Regions from separate parts of the Sus scrofa genome. Here region 1 is linked to region 2. Evidence: chromatin contacts called from public HiChIP or PLAC-seq data. All regions are on one chromosome and are shown on one strand. The core of a region is the stretch at or near the end of the contact, and the rest is flanking DNA. Distances in the headings are between cores, read along the strand shown.

Region 1 (5,667 bases), core at 2,566-5,065, 99 kb after region 2:
ATGGATGCTAGTCAGATTCATTTCCACTGAGCCATGATGGGAACTCCTTCATGGATAATTTTTTTTTTTGTCTTTTTGTTGTTGTTGTTGTTGTTGTTGCTATTTCTTGGGCCGCTCCCGTGGCATATGGAGGTTCCCAGGCTAGGGGTTGAATCGGAGCTGTAGCCACCGGCCTACGCCAGAGCCACAGCAACGCGGGATCCGAGCCGCGTCTGCAACCTACACCACAGCTCACGGCAACGCCGGATCGTTAACCCACTGAGCAAGGGCAGGGATCGAACCCGCAACCTCATGGTTCCTAGTCGGATTCGTTAACCACTGCGCCACGACGGGAACTCCCATGGATAATTTTGATACGCAGCCAGGATGGAGAATCATGGCAATAGACTTATGAAGAAGGATGTGTAGAAAATGGGTTACCAGACCAGTAGACAGCCGCTAAAAAATATCATAGGAGGTCTTCATCACAGAATCACATGGTCTGAGCTTCTGAATTCTTCAGGATCAGATAGCTCTTCTCACCAATAGAAAGTCTTTTCTTCCTGGTGGCAATTCATATTTACCAAGCTCATAAGAACCTGATATTTAAAACAGAATACCAATTTATTCAGTTACGGTGAAAAATACACCTGTCACAAGGTCAGGGGATCTTGTGCTAGAATGACCATAGCTTTTTCTCCCTGAATGCAGATCTATAGACAAAGTCCATTCATGATAGAAAGTTTCTTGTTGAGGACGGAATTTCAGCTAAGAGTTGTCAGGTGCTTCTGTAAGTCACATTAGTGCTCCCAGATCACAGCAAGGCTTTAAGAGGCAGCAGTATGTCCCAGGGGGTTACTTTGTTCTGTTCATGCTGGAACTAGATCCCTGACTTTTGCAGTAAATCGACCATCTACATGGCACAAGTTCTTCTGTGCAACACTATTTAGGGGAGACAAAAGACATAAAAACTTGCTAAAACTGACTCTGAAAGGAGAACCACATAGGGTTTAGTCCATGTTAAGTGAAACGGAGAGGTATGAAGCAGCTCTGCTATATTGAGTGGAGCTTCCACATCGGCTCCAGGTTCTCTGGGCATCAGTGAGGACCTGTAATCATGATGGTTGGTCCGGTCTGGCTACCTCTCTTCTTGCATTGTCTCCTTCTGCTATTCTCCTGTGGTGTCCCAGAGTATTTTGTTCAAGGCTATTGTTTTGGGTTCACTATCTTGTTACTATCTGCAGAGCGTATTTTTTTTTGGCCACACCCATGGCATGTGGAAGTTCTCAGGCCAGGGATTAAACCCAACCACAGCAGTGAAATACCAGATCATTAACCCACTAGGCACCAGGGAACTGCTGCAGAGTATTTTTGTCTTAGTGTCTACCATAGCTCAAAGGTCATTTCAAATCCAGCCTTGTGCAGGTTTTGCTTCCCTCGAATGTGTTCAGTGAAATGCTGGCTACCTGGTTTGTTAAATTAACCCAGGGGGTGGCTGCTTTATTCCTATTTCAGACCAACATTTCCAAAGCAATTTTTCTTTCTTACCTGATAGTTAAAGAACTTTCCTCTTGTGCCCTCTAGTGGCCAAAGCAGAGATTGCTAAATAAAGAAAAAAACAAACAAAAAACCCGGGCCAGCTGGAGGGCTCTTCTCTAATCAATGGGAAAGGGTGTCAGAGGTAATAATAACAAGCCACCTTTCAGATCACCCCCTTGAGGAAGTCAGGATGTGGAATGGGGAATCAGGAATTCATTCATTTGCAAACACGTATTGTGCACTTAGCATGGTGGCGGTCTGCTCGGTTCTTTGGAGCTTGAAGCTGCGCTGCATGCCCTGGCTAGGTGGAGGGCACTCGTGAAGAGGGGGAGCATCAGGTGCATCTTAGGAATAGGAACGTGAGGCTCTGAGAGACAATGGATTCCAATTAGCTCATTCTTATTCCCTTCTTCCACTTCTCTTTTCTCCTACTTGAAATATAAATCAAATATCTACATAGATATGTGCTATGTGCAGTTGTAACCATGCAGGACCCTGTGAGGCCTTCCCAGAGTGGATCTCCCACTCATGCCTTCTACCTTCCTTTTTATCTACAGAAAAACTTGAGTCAAGAACCAATTTAATCAGAGAAGTGAAAAAAATACAGAGAAAAAAGAAAACAATCATTCATTCATTCAACAGTCAAGGACTATACATAATATGCTGAGCCATGTCCCTGAAGTGGTTTTTCAGGTGCTAAAGCCCCCACTGGGTGGAAGAAGTCAACTGTATGCAGCCCACAAGCATGTAGACCCCAGACCAGTTGGAATCAGAAGGTTGGTGATGCTGATGCCCAGTGACATCCCCATCAATCAGCAAAATGTCCAAGAGCTGATCATGCCCTGCTCCTCACACACCGTAAGACTCCTCACTACCTCCTCCAAGGTGGGGGGCCACAGTCATTGAGGCACTAGCCTGCTGTGTTCCCCTCTTTGCTGGGCAGTTAAAACTGCTTTTTCTGTTTCCTCCACCTCTGTCTCCTGGCTTCTATTTGGCACTGCTGTACAGAGACAGCAGAGATTTCAGCAACACTATGGGGCATTTGAGGCCTAATCAGAGAGATATTCCCTGGGCTCTCAGTTGTGTGCACACTCGCTCACAGTACAGCCATTCTATCTGCTGACCCAGAACATCGGCCAATACAGATAAATATGTGCTGCATGTAGCAGTTGCATTTCTAGGCAACAAGAAGTTATTTCTTAAAACACCAAAATAGTTTTTTGTATTTTAACTATTCTGGATAGGCATTTTTCTCTGATATGACACACTGCCTTGCTTCTTCAATACAATGCAACATTGTATTGAAAGTTTTAGTAGTTTTAATTTTTAATAACTTCAGAGGTTAAACATGTCAGAAACTTACAAAAAAGTCTTTAGAAGTTTAATTATTTTACAGTTGAGGATATTGAGGTTCAGGGAAGTGATTTGCTTAGGGTCAAGCAGATGGTAAATGATAATAATAAGAGTTCAAGCCAAGTTTTGAAGTCTAATCTAGTTCATTTTCATGGCAGATACTGACTAGATAGAGAGGAAGATGAAAGAGGTCTAGATGTCATAGATGCTAGAAAAAGTGAGAATGGCAATCATCCTAAAAACCCTATGCTAGCCATCTATGTTTTCAAAAGTCCCCTTGACCTAAAAATTTGTGCTGAGAGAACATGACTCCACTTCTCTAATCCACTGCCCCTCTTGACTTCCCAGTCTGAATCTACTGAAAGGTTCACCTGGGAGCTTCTGGAAAAATACTGCCATGATTTTTTTCTTTTTTTCTTTTTGCTTTCTAGGGCACCTGCGGCATATGGAAGTTCTCCGGCTAGGGGTTGAATAGGAGCTGCAGCTTCCGGCCTACACCACAGCCACTGCAACACAGGATCCTTAACCCACTGAGTGAGGCCAGGGATTGAACCTGCATCCTCATTGTTACTAGTCAGGTTCATTATGGCTGAGTCACAGTGGGAACTCCCTTCCACGTATTATCACCGAGCAACCTCAAGATATTTTTCCCACTTGTACTAGGTCGAATATACCTCTGTCTAACTTCACATACTTTTAGAAATTCAGAATGGGACTTTATTTGGAAAGAGGGTCTTTGCAGAAGTAATGAGTTAAGATGAGGTCATGGTGGATGCGGGTGGGCCTTAAATCCAGAACTGGTGTCCTTAGAAGGAGGCGATGTGGAGACACAGACACACAGAAAGGAGGAGGCTGCATGGAGATGGGCAGAGATTGGGGTGAGGAAGCTGCCAGCCAGCTAGGGCTGAGCATGTCTGGCAGCCACCCGAAACCAGGAGAGAGGCTCGGGGCAGGTTCCCACAGAGCCTCTAGAAGGAACTGAACCTGCTGACACCCTGATTCCAGGCTTCGAGTCTCCACAACTGTCAGAGAATACATTTCTGTTGCCTTAAGTGACCCAGTTTGTGGTAGTTCATTACAGTAGGAACAGATACACCCGCTCTCTAATGCTTTGAAAAAACCAGGCTTGGCTTGGAGCGCACTGAGAGGGAGACAAAGTTCACTTTGGACAGACCTCCCTCCGCTTCTTTTTGGTACTTGCACCTCTAGCTCTGGTTTGGTTGCTTGCTCTTTAAGCTCAGGTAAAGTCTCCATGGAGAAAATGCCAGAGAGGAAAGAAAATTCCTGTAGGTGTTTTTTTTTTTTTTTTTGTTGTTGTTTTGTTTTTCTTCTTTTTAGGGCATCACACGTGGCATAGGGAAGTTCCCAGGCTAGGGGTTGAATCAGAGCTGTAGCTGCCGGCCTATGCCACAGCCACAGCAATGCAGGATCTGAGCTGCATCTGTGACCTACACCACCTTACCCCACTGAGCGAGGCCAGGGATCAAACCTGCATTCTCATGGATACTAGTCGGATTCATTTCTACTGCACCACAATGGGAACTTCCCCTGTATGTGAAATTTGCTTTCAGAGCTTCCAGTGTGGCTTATCGAGTTAAGGACCTGATGTTTCTGTGAAGATGAGGGTTTGATCCCTGGCCTTGCTCAGTGAGTTAAGGATCTGGCATTGCCAAAAGCTGCAGTGTAGGTGGCAGATGTGGCTCAGATCCAACATTGCTGTGGCTGTGGTGTAGGCTGGCAGCTGCAGCACCAATTTGACCCCTAGCCTGGGAACTTCCATATGCCACAGGGGCAGCCATAAATAGAAGAAAAAAAATTGCTTCCACTAAAAAAATAAACACACAAGACCTTCAGTTAAAAATCAAAACTGGTTGACAGCCCCTGATGTAGCCTTTTATCTTCCCAGGGAAATTCCTCGGAAGGTGCAGAAAAATAGAAAGATCTATGAAATAAATAAAAAAGCGGTGTAGCAGGGGATGATATTTTAAAGAGGCTAAGGTATTGCTTCTCCCTTCTCCCCATCCCTAGAATTATTTGAACTCATTTCTTTTCACCTTCATCATCCAGGATTTCAGTGAATCTCGGGAAGGATACATCCTGGAAGAGTCACATTCATTATTCTTGAGCTTCTTTGTAGACGTCTGTAAATTTATACCAAAGTCTGTAGGCGGAGAGCCAGGTGTTGCAGGTAGAACAAAGGCCACTTTTAAAATGATAAAATATCAGCTTTGTGTATCGAGAGACCACAAACATGGATTTATATCATAGGCCAAAGTGGAGGAAAGAGAAAGTGAAGAAAGTGAGCAGCTTTCCTATCTAAGTCAGTCAGGTGGAGAGGGAGATTTCAGGGGCAGGTAGCAAGAGCCCTTCCCTTCCCCCACACCACCTATTGGTGGAGAGACTGTAGAATTACTCCACGGCAGAAAGGCTTGGGATTTAATTCCACAGTATGTCTCTGGGAGAGTGTCAGATGCTTGGAGAGGCCCTATGCCCTATGTGACAGTGAGTGGCAGTGTGCAGGAATAGTGGAGAGCAATTTCCAAGAAAAGTGGCTAATTATTTAAGCTGGGGCTACTTTACAATTGAAGGCATATCAAGATGGTCAAGGAAAATAGCCAAGAGTTTCCAGGACATCCGAATGGGATTAAGATGTAAGAGTTGAGAGACGTCTGATTTAAAAGGGCTTATAGTTCTACCAAAGGGCACTGGGTGAGCAGATTGATGGCTGAGGGCCTGGAGGCTTCGACATGAGCAGTGATGTGGCTGATGCAGAATCTGATGCGACACGAAGAACAG
Region 2 (5,601 bases), core at 191-2,690:
ACACGGCTAATGGGAAAGTGATAGAAATCATTTTCTCTTAAAAAGGAAGTTTTGTTATTGCACTGACTTTTACAACCTGACCTGGTAATTTAGAAAAATCATGTAGTAAAATCTGTAAAATTAAAATACAAAATTCTGGTTTGTAAACATCAGCTGGCCAAGCCTATCCAGAGTCCTTCATAATAGTGGAATGGAATGAATAATTAAGTCACAACTTTACTTATTTGCTGTGAGGGGGAAAACTCCAGAACACAGCTTTTGTACTTTCACAGTAATTATATTCAAAAGATATAAAGAAAGTCAGTGCAGTTGTCTTCTTTGTTGTTTTTTCCTCCGTGCAGTTTTCAGGTCTGACCTCACTCTTTTAAGTGCCATAATTGAAATAATACTGGTTTGGAGACCTAGTACAGATTGGTCATAAATGTCGCATAAAGTCTGTAGGGCTTCGGTAAAGATATTTCCAAATGGCATAGTAATGCACTGCAGCTGCCGTGGCCACAAACAGGTGCCAGATGGCATGGGCAAATGGAATGATGCCATCGCTCTTGAAGAATACAACTCCCAGGCAATAAATTAAGCCCCCACAGGCAAGTTCGTGGAGTCCGTCAGTGTTATTCTGTCAACAGAGGAAAAAAATAAAAAGGTTTTGATGTTACTCTGATGTGACAAGCTAAAGAGATCACTGCAATTCCCCCTAAGCCTCCTAACTGTCTAGACAATGAAGTAGCTCTGCGTAGACAGAACCCTGACCTGTAAACATGAACTACACTTAAATTGACCTAGATTACCCTCTGGATCAGTGTCTTGACCTGACTGAGCGGTCAAGTTACAGGTCCCATGGTAAAAAGTGGTACCTCCTGCTCATTTATAGCAAGTTTAAGCAGACTGTGATTGCATCTAAAATGAATGATAATTTGTTTTAATAAAGTACAGTCCTCGGCTTTCATCTTCCCGTTTAAGAGCTTTTTTTCCCTACTAAGGCACGCCCACACCACTCCATTTATAATCCACCTCTCAGCCTGGTTTCCACTCCTTTGTCTTCCTCAAACTCTGTTCTACACTAATTACTTTTCTGAGACTCTCCCCCTGCTTCGGTGAGCTTACTGCTTCTTCATGGCTAACACAGGAAAATCCAGCTAGGAGTGACCTCTGAGACCTGAGACCACATGGCATATTTCCTAACTTTCTGGATGTTCCCAGGCCTTTTTGTCTTTGCACCTGGGAGTTTCTTAGCTTAGCAGGAAATTAACAGCCTTGTGTGTTTTAGCATAAAAAGGAGAACGCGTAGACTACTTTTGGTTTTCAAAGACCTTGGCCCATTTATAAGATTAAAATTGGGCTGTATGAATGAGAGGGGAAGAGAACAGAGGCAGGCTTAGGAAGCTGATAGAGAAACAAGTTGGGATTCCTGGAGACTAGGAATAGAAAGGTATCAGGTTCTGTAGGGTGAGTGGAAACTTAAGCCAGATTGTGGCATGGCCTTGGATGGGGAGAGGTGTATGGATAACCTAGAGGACTGGGCACTGGGTGGCTGTGACTTTGGGAGCCTTGGAGCAGATCCCCGTGGCCAAGTTCAACAGGGAACATGGGGAAGCCTCGTTGTAACCACTTGCTTGAAGGGTCCCATGGGCCTAGGCCAGAGCAATGGCAGTCACGGACGATGTGTGCCAAGAACCAGGCCTGAGGATCCAGGGCCAGGGTGAGGATCTGCCGTATTTTTCAAGTTCACATAAGCACCATGGTTTTTGTAATTTTCAAGTTCACATAAGCACCATGGTTTTTGTAGGATAAAATAATGAGGGAAGGAGCCAATTCAAAATGACAGATACCAGATTTCTCATTAACCTCGCTAAGGTAGGACATCAGCCAGATTTCGTTTTCCTTAAAAAGGAAAACAAGCAAAACAAACCACCATACACACTCATTATTTCCTAAAGGTTACAAAGCAATTGATATTCTATAATTATACGCAATTCTCTGTGTATGTGTATTAGGGGCATTTTCCTAAGAGAGGAGGTTTTCATGGGATTCTCACAGGGGCATCTACTCCTCAGTGAGGAGTCACTCAACTAACTCCTATTGATTGATTGATTGATTGACAGATTGACTGCTTTTTAGGGCTGCACTTGTAGCATATGGAAATTCCCAGACTAGGCATCAAATTGGAGCTACAGCTGCCGGCCTACAGAGCAGCCACAGCAACGAGGGATCTGAGCTGTGTCTGCCACCTGCACCACAGCTCATAGCAACGCCAGATCCCCAACCCACTGAGAAAGGCCAGGGATCGAACCTGCATTCTCACGGATCCTAGTTGGGTTCCTTAACCACTGAGCCACGAAGGGAACTTCCCAAACCTCCTTATTTTAGATGAAGACACTAAGAAGGTCAGAGAAACGAGTAACCTGAACAAAGTCACACAGCTGCTCGATGCCCCAAAGACACTGTTCCTTTTTCTTCTGCTAAAACAATATATGAGAGACCAAACCAAGTGCACAGGCTGGTTCTGACACACATTCTGTTAATAGACGGTTAGTTCTTCAGGACAGCACATCTGCTTTATCAACCCTCAAAGAACAAGAACATAGTTAAACCTAGAGCAAACAAAACCAGCTATGTTTTCTTCATTATCAATGTCAATATGTTTCTGTGTATCAGGCCCTGTTTGAAACCCTCATTTAATATTTCAGTATTATTTTAATCTCAACTTTATAGATGAGAAAGCCAGAACACAGAGAGGGTAAATTACTTGCCCAAAGCTATGAGGCTTTTAAGTGTCAGAATCATGATTTGAACAAAGAACCAAGGTGGTCTATCTCCTGAACTTATGTTCCTTTTTTGGGGGGGGGCGGTCATTTAAAAAACAGATGATTAATTTACACAGGGTAATGCATAGATCTTAAGTGAACAGTAAGAGTTTTGATAAAATGCACACATGTATGTAAACCATTCCACCCCATCAAGATACTCACGCTCATGTATCCTAACACCCCACAAAGTTCTCTGATGCCCCTTCCCCATCCTGGACAATCCCGTCCACCAAGGCAACCACTTTTCTTATTGCTTTTACCGCAAACTAAGCTTGTTCTAGAACCTCACATGAATGGAATTATACTCTATGTACATTTTTGTGTCTGGCTTCATTTTTTTGAAATGAACAGTGTACAATGTTTTTGAGATTCATGAATGTGCTACTGTGTACCAAGTCATTCTTTTTTTTCTATTACTTAGTATCCCATTGATTTATTTAACATCATTTGATTATCCTTTCCATTTGAGGGGTATCATGAATAAATTTAATATGTATATTATTTTACAAGTCCTTTTGTAGATACATGCTGTTGTTTCTGTTGGATAATACTGCTTGAGTCATAAAGGTATGCTTAATTTTATTTATTTATTTATTTATTTTTTGGTGCATCTGTGGCCTAAGTTCCTGGGCCAGAGATTGAACCTTAACCACAGGAGTGACAATGCCAAGTCCTTAACCTGCTGAGCCACCAAGGAACTCCATTTTTTAATCATAAACTGCTAAACAAATTTCAAAGTGGTTATACCATTTCAAACTCCAGCAATGAACTAGGGTTCTAATTATTTCACATCCTTGCTGATATTTGGTGGCATCAGTCTTAATTTTAATCATTCTGTAGGGGGTGTAGTAGTGGCATGCTGAGGTATTAATTTTCATATCCCTGACTTCCCTGATGACTAGTGACACTGAGAACTTATCCAAGGGCTACTGGATACTTGAATACCTTTTTCTTTGTCAAGTGTCTGTTGAAGTGTTCTACTCTTTTTTTTTATAGAATTAGCTTTTTTACTACTGATTGGGAGTGCTTTATATATTTGAGATACATTCTTTGTCGGATATACACAGAGAAAACAAATATTTTCTCCCAGTCTGGGGCTTGACTATTCATTTTAAAGTTTATTGATCTTTTCTTCTGCAGTGTCTCATTTGTTGTTCAACCCCTCCAATAAATTTTTTCTTAACATACAGTTTTTGGATCTAGAATTTCCATTTGGCTCTCTTTTTTAATAGTTCCATTTCTTTCCTGAGATTCCTCATCAGTTTACTCCTTGTGTTTTAAAGTTCTTGTATGCTATTTCAACATCTGCCGTCTTTTTTTTGTCTTTCTAGGGCTGCGCCCGTGGCATATGGAGGTTCCCAGGCTAGGGGTCAAACTGGAGCTAGAGCTGCCAGCCTACACCACAGCCACAGCCACAGCAATGCTGGATCCGAGCCACATCTGCGACCTATACCACAGCTTATGGCAATGCCGGATCCTTAACCCACTGAGCAAGGCCAGGGATCGAACTGAGTCCTCATGGATGCTAGTCAGATACACTTCTTCTGAGCCACAATGGGAACGCCATCTGTCATCTTTGGATCTGTTTTTATTGATCTGTTTTTCCTTAGATATTTCCTATTTCTTATCTAGTAATATTTGTTTGGATAATGAATGCCAGGTTGTTAAAGAGTATAGCTTTTGTTGTCTTCCTCAAAAGAATGTTGGGTTTATTCTGACAGGCAGTTTATTTACAGGAGGATTACTTTTGACCTTTTGAGGTTTCTGGGCTTTATTACGGCAGTGCCAGAGCCACCCTCACTTAGAACCAGTGTAGCTCTTCCGGCCCCAGTATTCTGGTGGGGTCAACAGAATACTGAGTTGTTCAGCATGGTCACTCTATTCCGGCTGGTATCTCCCAGCGTAGGATCCTTCTGGAATCTCCATTTATCTCACAGCCTTCCAACAGCTATTCTCAGCCAGGGCTCACAGAGTCTTGCCCTGAACAAATGCAGCTTAATATTCAGGCAAGGACTCCAGGGAACCCCTTTGTAGATTTCTGCAGACTCTTCTCTGTGAGTGATGCTCCCTCCTCTCCAGGACCCTGCCCTCAAACTGCAGCCAGCTCTGCAGCTGAAATGCAGATTTGTTTCCTCCATCTAGAGGGCTGCTCTTGGACTCTACGTTCCTCTACTGCAGTTTGGAAAGTGTGCCCGGGGAGAAAACTGCAGTGCCTTTGAAGCTCATCTTGTGGTTTCTCTTCCTTTCAAGGATCACAGTCCTAAGTGTCTGTGCCCAATGACGAAAAACAATTGTTTCATATACTTTTCCGAATTTTATAGTTCTTAATGGCAGAGGGTAAGTCATATCCATTATTCTGACTGAAACACTTCAGGTTTGAGTCTTCATCACTTAGACTGCTGCTTTTTTCCTTAAGATGGCTGATGAATTTCTTTTTGATCTGGTCTCCATCTAGCTCACGGGCTTTTATCACAAGACTTGTGCTACCTGCATAATTACATGCCCTCATGCATACATGCATATTCAAACAGATACTATTTTTAATTCTTCAAAGATGCTTGTGCTTTCCCTGTCTCTAGAGCTTCCTCCATGCTGTATCTTTTCTCTGTACCACTTGCAGTACCTCTTCCATCTCTTGGCTCCTATTTATCCTTTCTGAATCAGATTAATTAGCATTATGTGCTCCCATGGCAGGCTGCACTTTCCCCAGTCAAAGACATTATAAAACCTTATGGTAGTTTCCTATTTTATATGAATGGTATTTTTCTGCTTGATTCTAAATTTATCATGGCAA

The links. HiChIP or PLAC-seq counts read pairs in DNA pulled down with a chosen protein or histone mark.
Region 1: a contact with region 2 is called in an H3K27ac HiChIP or PLAC-seq map of skeletal muscle, with 2.1 times the contacts expected there. The contact joins two enhancer-like sites. A contact is called at or near these places in 4 of 47 Hi-C or Micro-C datasets (embryonic fibroblasts, liver, omental adipose tissue and 1 more) and 1 of 2 datasets of contacts at active chromatin or transcription factors (skeletal muscle).

Annotation. Positions count from the first base shown.
Region 1 is chr12:31,793,601-31,799,267 of Sscrofa11.1, forward strand. No RefSeq gene overlaps it. Among named protein-coding and RNA genes, the nearest start is that of MMD, 73 kb to the left of the region's middle. Within about 2 kb of position 3,816, at least 3 of the 83 cell types and tissues checked have an H3K27ac peak or open chromatin away from gene starts, as enhancers often do. A contact at or near this core is called in skeletal muscle, where this site is marked.
Region 2 is chr12:31,697,146-31,702,746 of Sscrofa11.1, forward strand. It overlaps MMD (monocyte to macrophage differentiation associated), which reads right to left. Exons shown (of 7, transcript NM_001044595.2): 7 at 1-616. The coding sequence ends at 416. Among named protein-coding and RNA genes, the nearest start is that of MMD, 24 kb to the right of the region's middle. Within about 2 kb of position 1,441, at least 5 of the 83 cell types and tissues checked have an H3K27ac peak or open chromatin away from gene starts, as enhancers often do. A contact at or near this core is called in skeletal muscle, where this site is marked.